Regions from separate parts of the Sus scrofa genome. Here region 2 is linked to region 1. A link is a contact called in public Hi-C data. All regions are on one chromosome and are shown on one strand. Each heading gives the region's core, a stretch centred on a gene start, on an enhancer-like site or on the middle of the called end of the contact. The rest is flanking DNA. Distances are from core to core; before and after follow the strand shown.

The links. Hi-C and Micro-C count contacts between places; a contact is called where the count stands out from the background.
Region 2: a Hi-C map of fetal liver shows a contact between it and region 1, with 2.7 times the contacts expected there. The contact joins two enhancer-like sites. A contact is called at or near these places in 2 of 47 Hi-C or Micro-C datasets (epiblast stem cells and fetal liver).

Annotation. Positions count from the first base shown.
Region 1 is chr4:94,842,391-94,849,629 of Sscrofa11.1, forward strand. It overlaps PBXIP1 (pre-B-cell leukemia transcription factor-interacting protein 1), which reads left to right. Exons shown (of 11, transcript XM_021089739.1): 5 at 1-46; 6 at 1,001-1,240; 7 at 1,355-1,378; 8 at 1,635-1,717; 9 at 1,825-1,956; 10 at 2,587-3,815; 11 at 4,276-5,262. The coding sequence ends at 4,357. Among named protein-coding and RNA genes, the nearest start is that of PBXIP1, 8.6 kb to the left of the region's middle. Within about 2 kb of position 5,016, at least 36 of the 83 cell types and tissues checked have an H3K27ac peak or open chromatin away from gene starts, as enhancers often do. A contact at or near this core is called in epiblast stem cells and fetal liver, where this site is marked.
Region 2 is chr4:95,048,125-95,055,168 of Sscrofa11.1, forward strand. All of the region lies in intron 3 of KCNN3 (potassium calcium-activated channel subfamily N member 3), which reads left to right. Among named protein-coding and RNA genes, the nearest start is that of ADAR, 100 kb to the right of the region's middle. Within about 2 kb of position 1,912, at least 19 of the 83 cell types and tissues checked have an H3K27ac peak or open chromatin away from gene starts, as enhancers often do. A contact at or near this core is called in epiblast stem cells and fetal liver, where this site is marked.

The DNA of each region.
Region 1 (7,239 bases), core at 3,766-6,265:
GAGGATCAGAGCCCCCCCAACAGCCTGCCCTCATCTGCCAAAACAGGTGAGAGTCTTCCTTGTCACTATCCTTCTAGAAGACATCCCTGCTGGGCACAGGCCCTAGGACTTAGTGGCTTGGTACCCTCTATATCATTAACTCCTCCCCCGCTTCCCCCAGGGGCTGGGAATAGCTGCAGGAGCTTGATGTGAGCCTGTGGCGTTGGAGGGAGGAGGGTGCTTTTAGGGTGAAAGCTGCTCTTGTAGGAGTTCCTGTTGTGGCTCAGTGGTAATGAACCCAACTAGCATCCATGAAGACGCAGGTTCGATCCCTGGTCTCGCTCAGTGGGTTAAAGATTTGGCATTGCTGAGAGCTGTGGTATAGGTGGCAGACCCAGCTCGGATCCTATGTTGCTGTGGCTGAGGCGTAGGCCGGCGGCTGTAGCTCCGATTTGACCCCTAGCGTGGGAACCTCCATGTGCCACGGGTGTGGCCCTAAAAAGTGCAAAAAATAAATAAATAAATCTTTTTTTTTTTTTTTTTTTTTTTTTTTTTTTTGTCTTTTGCCATTTCTTGGGCCGCTCCCGCAGCATATGGAGGTTCCCAGGCTAGGGGTCGAATCGGAGCTGTAGCTGCCGGCCTACGCCAGAGCCACAGCAATGCCAGATCCGAGCTGCGTCTGTGACCTACATCACAGCTCACGGCAATGCCAGATCCTTAACCCACTGAGCGAGGCCAGGGATCGAACCCGAGTCCTCATGGTTCCTAGCAGGATTCGTTAACCACTGAGCCACGACGGGAACTCCAAAAAGTTCTTGAAGTTTATAGATTGGAAGGACTGATCTCCCGCTGCTGGACTGGGCGGGGGTGGTTATGGATGCCCAGGCAGACGTGGGTGGGGGTCTCCACGTGCCTCCTCCACCGTCAGGGCTGAGGACCTCCCTGTGCTTGCCTCTATTCCGCATCTCTTGGGATGTCCCATCTCTCCAGTGGCCTTACTGCCCTGTCCTCATCCCTCCAGCTTGGCTCAGTGAGGAGGTCCATGGCTCCAGCAGTGAGGATGACACAGATGTGGACGTGGAGGGTCTGCGGAGACGGCGGGGTCGGGAGCCCAGCACTCCGCAGCCCGCAGCCCGCCCGGGTGTAGAGGACCTGGCCCAGGCCCGAGGCGAGGCCGCGGGCGGGGAGCTGGGCATCTCCCTCAACATGTGGTTCCTCGGGGCCCTGGTTCTGCTGGGTCTAGGCATCCTCCTCTTCTCCGGTGAGCCATCCCTCCCCTGCTGGGGCCTCTCCTCTGGCCCCTTCTGCCTCCTGCTGTCCTTTGCCCAGCCCCCCCACAGAGGGCCTGACCTGCCTCCTCTGTCTCCCTTTTTAGGTGGCCTTTCAGATTCAGAAAGTGGTGAGTGAGGACAGGTCCTGGCTGGTTCGAGTCTGTCCCCTCCCAGCCCTGAGGGAGGTGATGGGTGGTTCTCTGGGTCTGGAGTAGAGATGCTGGGGGCCGTGCATGTGGGTGGGCTCTGTGAAAGGCCTTGTCAGCTCTTCAAGGTGACCCTTGACCCTTTAACCTCACTTGACCTCTCAGCTGCAGGGAGGGTCGGGGCTGGAGGGGGCTCTGTGTGCCCTGAGGCCGGTGTCAGGATTTCACTTTCCCACAGGGCCAGTGGAGGAAGCGGACCTGCAGGTCTTCCCAGATACCGGCTCAGATACCGAGATACTGGAGGCTGTGGGGGATGGGCAGGCATGTGTGACTGTCTCCCTGGGTGTGGGGGGCCTGGTGGAGAGATTCAGGGCTGCCTGGCCTATGGGGCCATGGGGGGGGGTGGTCACTGGCTCTTTTGTCCTCAGGATGGGTTAAAGCAGCAGTTGCAGGCCTCGGCGCCGCCTGACAGCGTCCCCAGCCTGCAGAACATGGCCCTTCTGCTGGACAGGCTGGCCAAGGAGAACCAGGACATCCGGCTGCTGCAGGCCCAGCTGCAGGTGGGCATAAGTGAAGGGGGGCCCCAGGCCGGCCCCTCAGGCCAGGTGCCACTTCTAGCGTCCTCCCCTCAAACAAGTTTCCTGTATTCACTCCCTCGACCCCCTTCCTTTCTCACCTCAGTCAGCTTCCTGGTTCTGTTTATGTCACACATGCTAAGGTGTAGGCCACGACTGGCCTCCGTGCTTTGTATGGCATGCTGCCCTTGCTTCCTTGGCATGGTCTGCCTCCAGCATTGTGTAGAGAAGGATTTGAAGAACATGCCAAGGTTCAATGGGAAAGAAGGGCTGTGATCGATTAATAATGTCTGCTCTGGGTATGGGAGGTGGAAATAGGGCCACAAGAGCCACATCTTGGCCAGATATCTTTAGGTGCATTGAAGAAGTGTGTGCTTAGAAAAGGACACAGAAACTGAGACCTGTGGTGGAATTTGGGGATCCCAGGGTCTGGTGAAGGGTGCAGCTAGGGAGGAGGACAAGAACCAAATTCTCTGAGTGTCCAGGCCATAAGGGGGCTTGGGCCCCCTGCCCACTATAACCGAATGGAATTAGGGTAGAAGGCACTGGGTCCATCCTGACATCCTGACCAGGACCCCTCCTTGTGCCTTCCCTCCATCCCTACCCTCATTCCAGGCCCAGAAGGAAGAACTTCAGAGCCTGATGCATCAGCCCAAAGGGCTAGAAGAGGAGAATGCCCGGCTCCGAGGGGCCCTAGAGCAGGGCGAGGCCTCCCAGCGGGCCCTGGAGTCGGAGCTGCAGCAGCTGAGAGCCCAGCTCCAGGGGCTGGAGGCCGACTGCGTCCCGGGCACAGATGGGGTGTGCCTCCACTGGGGCAGAGGCCCTCAGGCTGGCAAGGTCACCAAGGAGCAAGGCCCTAGGGGGCAGGAGCAAGGCCCTAGGGGGCAGGAGCCACACCCTGGCTTCCTGGAGCAGAAGGAACAGCCAGAGGCTGAGGCTCAGGCGTTAAGGCAAGAGTTGGAGAGGCAGCAGCGGGTGCTGGGGTCTGTGCAGCAGGACCTGGAGCGGAGCTTGAGGGATGCGGGCCTGGCTGAGCTGGGCCACAGACTGGTCCAGAAGCTGCAAGGCCTGGAGAACTGGGGCCAGCTCTCTGGGGTCCCTGCTAATGTCTCAGAGGCCTGGCGTCAGGAACCTCACTTCCACAGTTCCAGAGAGCGGAGTGGAAAGGAAAAGTGGTGGGATGGGCAGAGGGACCGGAAGACGGAGCGCTGGAAACACAAGAAGGAGCAATCTGGCTGGGAAAAGAAGAAGAGCTGGGGGGGTGAGGAGGACAAGGAGCTGGCAGGGCGGGGGAAGGAGGGAAAGCCTGGGGTGGAGGAGTGGGCTGGCAAGAAGGATGGAAAGCGCCAGGGTTCCAAGGAGGCCCCCAGGAAGAGTGGGAGCCCCCCCTCCTCCTCAGAGGGGCAGAAGCATCCTCGGTGGAAGGAAGGGGCTAAAGACAGGCCCGACCCCCTGTCACCCTGGGCAGAGCTGTCGAGGCACAAGTACCGGGCCCCCCAGGGCTGCTCGGGTGTGCAGGAGTGTGCTCGGCAGGAGGGCCTAGCCTTCTTTGGCACCGAGCTTGCCCCAGTGCGACAACAGGAGCTGGCCTCTCTGCTGAGGACGTACCTGGAGCGGCTGCCTTGGGCTGGGCAGCTGACCAAGGAGCTGCCCCTCTCTCCTGCTTACTTTGGTGAGGATGGCATCTTCCGCCACGACCGCCTCCGCTTCCGGGACTTTGTGGATGCTTTGGAGGACAGCCTGGAGGAGGTGGCAGTGAGACAGACAGGTGATGATGATGAGGTGGATGACTTTGAGGACTTCATCTTCAGCCACTTCTTTGGAGACAAAGCCCTAAAGAAGAGGTGGGCAGCCCTGGGGGGATTGGGTCAGTGGGACGGGGCTGGAGGCCGGAGGTAGTGGTGGGCCTGAGTTGGGGATCTTCAGTTTGAGGTTTGAGCTCTGCTTTTTGGTCTCCCCTCCCCCTACCAGTCGATACTGGCTTCGCTTGGGGGCAGGAAGCTATCTGCTCACCCCAGAGTGGTCCTGGGGAGTTCCCTGTTGGGCTAGGGGAAATTTCCCTCCCAAGTTGCCCTGTACTGCCCATTCCTGCATAGCCCCGGGAGCATGCGTCCCACCTTCCTGCCCAACTTTAGCCTTTGTCCCCAGAGATCTTGTCTGGCCACAGGCCCCTCTCCGCCACGTGATTGATGGTGGCTGCCTGTGTTGCCTGCCTCAGGAGGAATAAGGTCCCCTCTCAAGGAGGCCCTTATCGCATTGTTTTCTAAAGGCCTCTTCCTGCCCCCGCCCCATGCCTCCCCACAGGTCTGGGAAGAAGGACAAACATTTGCGGAACCCCAGAGTTGTGGGGCCCAGGGAGGAGCACAGCCACCACCGCCGAGGCTGAGGCCCCCTGTGTTATCTGTCCTCTGGGAACCGTTAAACTGCCACCTCCCCCAGCTGCCCTGGCTCTTTCGGTGTCCTTGGATCTCCTTCACAGAGGAGAGCAAAGAAATCACCCAGCCCTGCACGGATACCACTTTCGCTAAGGAAAAAACCTTAGCTGGACCGGCCTTGCTGTCTATGCAAATGCATGCAAATGCTCAGGGCCCTGGGCCTGGACTCTTGCAGCCTGATTGTGTGAAGTGGGGGGTGGGGGTAGAGGAGTGGGGGCGATTCTGATTCTGAAGCCAAAGAGCTTTCCTCCTCCTGTGTGTGTGTGTGGGGGGGGCAGCCCAGAGTGGGCCCCTTGGCTGTACCCATTGACCTGTGCCCCCTGGGACTTGACTCGCCTTGCTGGCTGGAGGCCCAGCATCAGGGCTTCCCCTGGGGTTTTGTGAGATTTGGAAAGAGCTCTCCCCTGGGGGAAGAAGTCCCCCTTTTGGCCCAGTTCTTCACGTGGCCTCACCTCCCCATGTGAACTGTAGACTCAGATCCCAGTAAAATGCTCTTGGAGCTGTGACACTGTGTGTGGGCGCCGTCACTTGGGACACCAACGCCCACCACCTCGTAGGCACTGGTACTCACCTCCCATATACTCCTCTCCCTGTCACCTCCCCCTCTCTGCAAGCCTCAGGCCCTCTGGGCTGGAACTCTGCATTTTGCTCACAGCTGCCTTGGCTGCACCCCTGGGAGATGTAGACATAGCGACGTAGCAACATAGCGAGTGGGTTTTGGAGTCTGAGCCTCTGGCTCAAGTCCAGGCTGAGTGATTGTGGGCAAGTTAATCTCTGGGAGCCTTGGGTTTCTACTCCTCAAAAAAGGAGATTGAGGGGCTGGGGGAAGAGATTAAATAAAACAACATAAACAAAATGCCTGTCCCGTATTTCGCTCCCTTGTGGGTGTGGAGGACGGAGGAGAGGGAGCCCCACCCCCACCCCTTCTGGCTTCTGGGTTGGGGAGGGGAGGGAACCACTAGGTGGCGCCCTGGCTCCACATTTGCTCCGGACTCCACTGCCTGACCACTCCGGACCCCAAATCTTAGACCCCACCCCACCGGCTTGGCCCTACTCTCTAGCTTGCTCTCCCAGACCCCCGTGGGCTGCTCTTTAGGAAGGCCTTTTGTGTTTTTGTTTTTGTCTTTTTTTTTTTTTAGGGCCACCAGTGCAGCATATGGATCCAATCGGAGCTGCAGCTGCTGGCCCACCCCACAGCTCACAGCAATGCTGGATCCTTAACCCACTGAGCAAGGTCAGGGATCGAACCCGCAGCCTCGTGGTTCCTAGTGGTTCCTAGTTGAATTCGTTTCTGTGGTGCCACGACGAGAACACCCCTGACTGGCCTTCGTGATTGGCCTGGAAATCCCCTTGGGAGCACAGGGGACAGAAGGACGGTGGGACTTCAGGCCAGGTCAGAGGAGTGTTAGTAAAGCTGAAGGGGCCTGCCCACCAGGAGGCTATAGTTGGCAGCAGGTGCTTCTGTAAACACTCTGACTGATGGGCCGCTCACTGTTGAAGGGATTTCAATGTATTAGCTCTTTCAATTCAGCCATGAGGTGAGGTGGGGCGGGGCAGCCTGGGGATGGAACAGGGTCCACTCATTCCCACAAACATTTACAATCTATTGCGTACCAGAAGCCACGAGGCACTGAGGTTACGGAGGTGTGTTAAGGGCTTAGAGGCCCATGGAGCCTGCTTTCTGCAGCACAGGGGCCTGCAGTTAGACCAAAGGAGAAACTTCCTTCTAGGCAGAGGGTCAAGGAAAGGGGCTAGAGGGGATTTAGGAAAGGAGTCATTTGTTTCTGGAGTGGGGGTTGGGAGGAGCTGGCCAAAGGCCAGGATCTGGATTTGACCTCCTGGCTCTGTGAGCCCTTGTGCACAGGAGGAAGCCTGTTTTATGCTGTTCACTCTCTTCACCCGCAGGTGCTCAGAATTCGTGCCGCCCGAGCAGCTGAAAGGGACACTTGAGTCTCCAGGAGAGGGATTCAGGCTGGGTGGTTGGCAGCATTCCGTGTCCTGGGGAGGGGGGCTGGGCTTGAGGCAGGGGACACAAGCTGGCCCCCCGGGGTTCCTGTAGGGTGTGGGCCGCTTGGGGCTTTTCTGTTTCGTTTCTAGGGCTCATTTCCTTCGTTTGCATAACTAACGCTCAGGAAGGCTAGGAAGTCCCCCCCAAGCCCTCTCCTTTTTCTTACCCGCTCAGGAAGTAGATCTGCTGAGCCGGAGGTTTCTGAAACTGCTGAATCAGGGAGAAAAAGCCAGGAATCCAAGGGGGATTTGGAGGAGGGGCCAGGACACCAGGGACAGTGGCCATTCTGGTTACCCTCTCTCAGGTGCCCTTGGGAGGGGAGCCTCATGCCCTTTGTAGGTCTCCATCACACCCATGTGCCCCCAGAAGTACTGGTAAAGGCGGGGGGTACCCCAAGTCCCAACTCACAAGACGCTCTCTGGTCATAGATGAGCCAAGGGAGGCCAGAGCTAGGGGACAGGGCTCCCTCCTTCCCACAGGGAGGGGGGACACTCCTGGCCATGCAGGGGCGGGAGGGGCCTGTGGGTACACCCAGTGGACTCTGCCACTCAGTCCTGCTCGGTCTCCAGGGCCTGGTCTGGGCCCTTCCAGTTTAAGCACTCGGCCTTTCTGCCCTTTCCTCTGGGAACCCCTCCAGCTAAGGGCTCAGCTCTGGGGTGCCTTGGGGGAGTCACCGGAGTAGGGCGTGGCCCTCTTGGGCTTTTCCTTCTCAAATCAAAAATTCTGCTTCCTTTGCGAGTTCCCTTCGTGGCTCAGTGGCTAACGAATCCAACTAGTATCCATGAGGATGCGGGTTCGATCCCTGGTCTCGCTCAGTGGGTTAAG
Region 2 (7,044 bases), core at 662-3,161, 200 kb after region 1:
AAATAAAAGAGAAGCTTAACTTTTTTTTGGAAGATCATTGGAGAACCTTCTTCAGCACATATTAAAATGTTTTATAAAACTAAGGCAATTAAATCCCTGTGTCATTACTGAAAAATCAGTAATAACAGATCAGTGAAACCTATGGAAATCTCTGAAATAAATCCTAGTATGTGAGAACCCAATATTTGAGAAAGAAACCAATGAGGAAGTGATTGATTATTCAATAAATGTTAATGGGGAGATTGGATACTTGGGTGAAAAATCAAATTAGAATCCACCTCTTACCAGCCACCAAAACAAATTCCAGGTGGATTAAAGAGTCAGATAGAAAAGAAGAAACCATGAAGAAGCTCCAGAAAACAAAGTGAATATTTAGTCAGCTCCAGAAAACAAGTGAATATTTAGGCATAAAATTTCAGAAGAGAAGAAATGTGAAGGAAAAGACTGGTGTATCTGATTACGCCGCAGTTTTAGATTTTCTATCCTTCAAAAATATGAATTTATTTAAAAAGCACCTATTACACTGGGAAAAATATTTGCAGCAAACATGACAAGTGGCAAATATCCCTATTGTTCGAAGCAGTCTTAGTTACCAAAAAACCCCCCAAAAACGCATCTCCTCGGTTAGAAATAGGCTAAAAATAAAAACAGACAACCACAAAGGAAGAAATACAAATAGCCAATAAAATGAAAAACAGCCTTTCGAATCCAACAACTACAAATTAAAACTACAAGAATTGCTTTTTCTCCTATGGAATTGACAAAAAATTAAATAAATGTAATTCAAGGCCAGAGAAAGTTGTTATTGGTGGCGGTGGAGTGGTTGGGTAGTTTTCTCTCATCCTGATGGCAAGAGGGAAAATTTGTACCACCTTTCTGGAAAACAATTTAACAGTATGTCAGGGGAGCTTTTACAAGATCATAACTTTAGCCAGGAATTCGCCTTCTAGGAAGCTATTCTAATGGAATAATCAATTTATGTCAAGATTCTTCAGCATGATGTGTTCTGCAGTAGTGGAGAATCAGAAAGCAAGTAGGTGTCCAGCATTTTCAACAGTTAAATAAATCATATCCCACCCATATGATGGGTAGTTAGGCAACAATTTTTTAAAAATCATCTCTCGAAGACTATAATAGGGTAGGAAAATAGTTATGATGCAATTTTTTTAAAAGGTACACAAAAGTATTTTCGATGAGAACGCATGACTTCATATATATGTATTATTATTATTATTTTTAATGTAAAGAGGGAGCATTTTGTATTTTCTCCTTCCACAAAACCCCTCTTATCTTCCACAGGAACTCGTATGTTATATCTACAGGGTTTGGAAAGTGAAGTTGAATGGCTCATCAGGTTTTACATATAATTTTCTCAGAAAAGCACAGTAAAAGCCCCTTCCTAAAGGGTTCCCCTTCAGACCTAGCAGCCAGTGGCCTTAGTGGACAAGGCAGCTGGACGACAGGCGCCTAGGCTGGGGTCCTACCTCTGGGAGATGGCGGTGAGGGTGAGGGGCCCCTCTGTGGCCGCAGGGTGACTATGGGAGGACCTAGAACCAGTGTCCAGGAAGGTGGACTTCCGCAGGTGAGGTGTGATCTGAGGCACGGCTGCATTAGCGCTTTAGCACTCATTCTGGGCGGGCCAGGCTCGTGCCAGGCTCTGGGGACCCAGCAATGACTCCTCTGGGCTCTGGGCGGGAAGAACCTCCATTCAGCAGGTGGTTCCCGCAAGGCCAAGGCCTTTGCGAGGAGATTGGCGCCAGAACGGGCGGGGGCGGGGCTCGCTCCCCCAGGGAGCGCGGGCCGGCGGGGGAGTGGGAACCGGCGGGGGGCGGGGTCTCATGGAGAGGGGCGGGCCACGGGGGAGGAGCCAGTCGACCGCTCCAGGCTCTGCCAGAGTTTAGGGTGAACCCTGCTGTTGGTGCCTGGTTGCCTAGAATAAACTTCAGCGGGACAGGGTCCTCTGCCCCAGGGTTGCCTCTCCGAGCGTCCCAGTCTTATTTCATGCGCATGCGCGTGTTTTACTTTTCCCCCATCGTCACTCCCTCACAGCCCGCTGCGCTTTCCCATCCAACAATTCTTTTCTCTTTCTTATGGGCAGTGTTTTGTGCCCTTTGACAACGAAACATGGAAATGGTTAAATTGGGACTGGTTCTTTTCATGCTTTTGTTTATATTAAAATATTCTTCAGAAATGATAAAAAACGAATAACACCTCTTAGGAGAATCAAAAAATTAGAAAAATGCCCATAAAATTAGCAATCCGAAACACTAAGTTAGGGACGGTGAGGGTACAAAGTAAACTCCGTACTGCCCTGAGAAACAAAACCATTCCATTTTTCTGAGTTAACCCCCGCATTACTCCAGCCTGTATTACATCAAGCACTAGGTTTTCCTGAATTCTCTGCTGGAGGTGGCCTTTTTGCCTCCAGGAATTTTGCCTAAGGTAGACCCAGCAAAGAACAGGGCTCTTTCTCCAGCTGGGAAGGATCATCCCAACTTTCTCAATGGGATCTGAGTGAGACTGAAGCAATATGGAAAGGGGCCAGAATGACCATCTTCATGAGTCCATCAAGGATGGTGCATGGCTAGTACCATGTTCGCAGTGTAGGAGGGAAGTTGCTTGTTTTTTGTTTTTGTTTTTGTTTTTGTTTTCTTTTTTCGGGGGCTGCACCTGCAGCATATGGAAGTTCCCAAGCAAGGGGTTGAATCAGAGCTGCAGCTGCCGGCCTATGCCACAGCCACAGCAGTGCAGGATCCGAGCCACATCTGCAACCTACACCACAGCTCACAGCAACACCGGATCCTTAACCCACTGAGCGAGGCCAGGGATCGAACCCACCTCCTTGTGGATACTTGTTGGGCCTGTTACGGGAAATCCTGGAAGTTGCTTGTTTCTTATCATCGATGCCTGAGGGCCTCCAGGCTTAATTCACACTCCCTGAGATCTGCTGAAAAAGACTGCAGGACTGGGAGGAGACAATGCCAAAAATCTTACAAGGGTGGGAATCCTTGGAGGGAACCAAGGTGAGGAAAAGGGAGGGGGTTCCTGTCAGCCACGTCAGCCACATCTATTTGTGGGCTGACATTAGTCAAGACAGGAAATCCACATTCTGTCAACTTTTCCATTTTTCAACTCTGGGGCGGTTTTGTTTGCCCCTGGTGACCTCCAGTGCAGGTACCCACCAGTAAGAGACTGGACCCTCTCCCCCCAGGCCTTCTCCATGTGTTCCGTGACCTACGAGACATCCTGTGTGTGCTCCTTGCCATCCTGTGCTTGCTGCCCCACTTCACTGCGGGCATGGCTGCAGCGACCCAGGCTGATGTGGGACCCTGCATTCCCATTCTCATGGTATAGACACTGGAGGATTTTTTCATGAGATTTTCTCCTTACCTTTAATACAGGCTCCTCCAACCCATGAACCTTGCCATGTATCCCCCAGAGGCAGAGCTGGGAGGAAATACGAGTGAGACACGCTATACTGCAAATGGCACCTCACTGAGCATCCTGAGCCCCACCCCCACCCTGCCTAAATGCCTGCTTCCCTCCTCTGTGCTCTGCCCAAGAGTTTTGGGGCAACCAGGTCCCCTTGGGAGTAGTGACCTAGGGAACCCACCAACCCTAACACACCTGGTCATTTTGTTTTCCCAAGAAGCTTATGGGAGCTGCCTGCCAACAAAGACCCTGCAGGCTGGCCCAGACAGGCCCAGCCATGCTGAGAAGGGCCAGATGGGCTCAACACCCCCACAATAGAGGGGGCACAGAGCCTCGTGAGTAAAACTCCTTTTGGAAATTTGAAACACGTTTCAGCTGAAACCAACACATCCAGTGACACAGTGGCGACAGAGTCCAGAGGCTGGATACAGCCCAAACTCGGGGTTAAAAGACAGTTTGTCTCGAAGTTCCTGCTGTGGTACAACAGGATTTGTAGCATCTTGAGAGTGCGCTGGGACACAGGTTTGATCCCTGACCCGGCACCGTGGATTAAGGATCTGGCGTTGCTGCGGCTGCAGCTTAGGTCACAACCGTGGCTGGGATCTGTTCCCTGGCCCGGGAACTCCATATGTCATGGGACAGCCCAAAAAGACCGTTTGGCTCCTGGTTCCACTGTTTACTTTGTACTTTGTACATGCACTTAATCTTGCCAGTCATACAGCCTCTACGGAACACGCTCTGGGACAGGGAGCTCATCACTTTAAAAGAGACGGCCATGTTCCATCCATTGCCTGGCCAGGCGCCAGCTCCTCTGGACCTTAGGATCATATCTTCTTAAAGTTAAACTCCTCAGTGGTATCTGACTTGGGTCCTCACTCTGTTTCCTGTATCTGCATTAAAATTCTAGCCATGTAAACGGGTGGTTAAACTATTGCCATCTAGGCTGATCTGGGCTTAGATTCTTGCTCGAGCTTAGAGCCCTTGACCTCTGGCACGTTAGCCTTAGGACATCCGAAAAATGAGGTAATTCACAAAAGCCCTGCATGGGGGACAAAGCGTCAAGTACCCGCGGAGCAAAGCCAGTGAAGCAGCCTGGTCTTCCTTCCTCCACTGAAGACCCCTTAAATGTTGAGAACAGATTTCATCATCTTCTCTCCAGTGGTCCCTGATCCTTCAGCAAGACATCTGAGGACTTGGTCCTGATCAGACACCAGTTTCTTGCTCACTCTTCTCCTTAGTCATCTGCATCCCCGCAAAGTGGAGGCCCCAGGCTGAACATAATGCCCCACGTATTAGGCAACCTCCCATTTTCTTGGCATTATTCTTTCTCCTTTTAACACAGCTTGGAGAGGGGCCCCTGGGTAGGGCAGGCATCTCCCAGAACAGCTTATAATGACCTAGGAATGAGGGAGGGAGACATAGGGCACACCTCTCTTTAGGTTTGGCACTACAGCCGCTTACTCTGTTGTTAATGTTCCCTCACCCCAACCGAACAGGCCTTGCTTAGCCTGGGCCCTGGGACCAGAACCCCCGCACCTGCAGCCCACTCCCTGAGACAGCCATAGCTGAGTTAAGGCCAGAGGGTGTTAGGCCACGTGGGGGACTAGGTAGCTCTCTCAGTGTCAAGAGGCTCAGGTCCTGCTTCCAGCTTTAGCAAGAGGCTGGGGGGTCTGGCCGGAGGGCCCATTTCTGTGCCTTCATTTTCCGCTGATAAAAGCAGTGGTTTCTCCTGCCCAGGCAGATGTTTCAATAAGGGTTGCTTAGGTGTCGCACCCACGCCCCCGCTCTCTGGACCCATTCCACGCGGGTCTTCTCCACGCCCTCCTTTTCCTCCATCAGATCCGCTTCCTTTAGCTGGACATTCTCCATCCTCTGGCATCTTTCTGTATCAAGCTTGCCCCTAGAGAAGGCATCCACACTCACGAGAAAGCATCCTCACCTCCTAAGTCCCAGTGTTGAGCCAAGCCTTTCCCCTGAGCTGTAAGGCTCCATTACAAGTGGCTCGCTAAGTAAGATTTATGCTAATAGTTACTGAGCTCGACTCTGCACCAGGCACTGTATTAGCAATTAAATATATCTCAGAGAGTAAAACGCAGGTGATTTTTTCCCTCGTGGGGTTTAGCGTCTCCTGGGAGGGCGGTAGACCAGTAAGGTCGCAATGATTTAAAAACAACAACAACAACAGGGGGGGGGGGCAGTTCCTTTGTGGCTCGGAGTTAAGCATCTGACAGGTGTCTCGGGGGTAGGTTAGCTCCATGGCCAGGGAACTTCCACATGCCATGAGTATGGCCAATGAACAGACACTAAAAAGTAATGGGGTTGGAGGGAATCCTACAGCTGGGACCTGCTTGGAAGGTTTCTCTCTAGAGAGGTTGTTTCAATGGAGACCTGAAAGATAGGAAGGAATGAATCATTTACAGACTAAGGGGGTGGACTTTCCAAGAAGAGGGAACAGGAGTTCCCGTTGTGGCGCAGTGGTTGACGAATCCGAATGGGAACCATGAGGTTGTGGCTTCAGTCCCTGGCCTTGCTCAGTGGGTTAGGGACCCGGTGTTGCCGTGAGCTGTGGTGTAGGTCGCAGATGTGGCTCGGATCCCGCATTGCTGTGGCTCTGGCGTAGGCTGGTGGCTACAGCTCCAATTCGACCCCTAGCTTGGGAACCTCCATATGCCAAGGGAGCGGCCCAAGAAATGGCAAAAAGACAACAACCAAAAAAAAAAAAAAAAAAAGAAGAAGAAGAAGAAGAGGGAACAGCATGTATGAAGGCCTTAAGCTGGCGAGGCGAGGAGCACTGTGTGTGGAGTCCCTGCAAGGAGAGTAGTGTGTGTGGGCATGTGATTGGTGGGGCCTGAGCTGCAGAGGGGGCTCTGGGGGCCATGTGAAGGGGTTGAAGGCAAGGGCAGTGGGAAGCCTCTGAAGAGTTTTTCTGTTTTGTTTTAATTTTTTAAATTATAGTTGATTTACAGTGTTGTGCCAAATTCTGCTCTTCACCAAAGTGACTCAGTCATATATATATATATATATAGTCCTATATATGTCATATCGACTCATATATATATATATAGTCATATATGTGTGTGTGTGTTCTTTTTAAAATTATTTTTTATCATGCTCTATCCCAGGAGTTTGGATATAGTTCCCTGTGCTATATGGTAGGATCTTATTGCCTATCCATTCTAAATATAATAGTTTGCATCTGCTAACCCCAAACTCCCAATCCATCCCTCCCCCCACCCACTCCCCCTTGGCAACCACAAGTCTGTTCTCTATGTCTGTGAGTCTGTTTCTGTTCTTAGATAAGTTCATTTGTGTCATATTTTAGATTTCCCATATAAGGATATCATATGGTATTTGTCTTTCCCTTTCTGACTTACTTCACAGTATGAGAATCTCTAGTTCCATCCATGTTGCTGCGAATGGCATTATTTTGTTCTTTTTTATGGCTGAATAGTATTCCATTGTGTATATATACCACATCTTCTTAATCCATTCATCTGTCCTATAGACATTTAAGTTGTTTCCATGTCTTGGGTATTGCGAATAGTGCTGCAATGAACGTAGGGGTGCATGTACCTTTTTGAACTGTAGTTTTGTCTGAACATATGCCCAGGA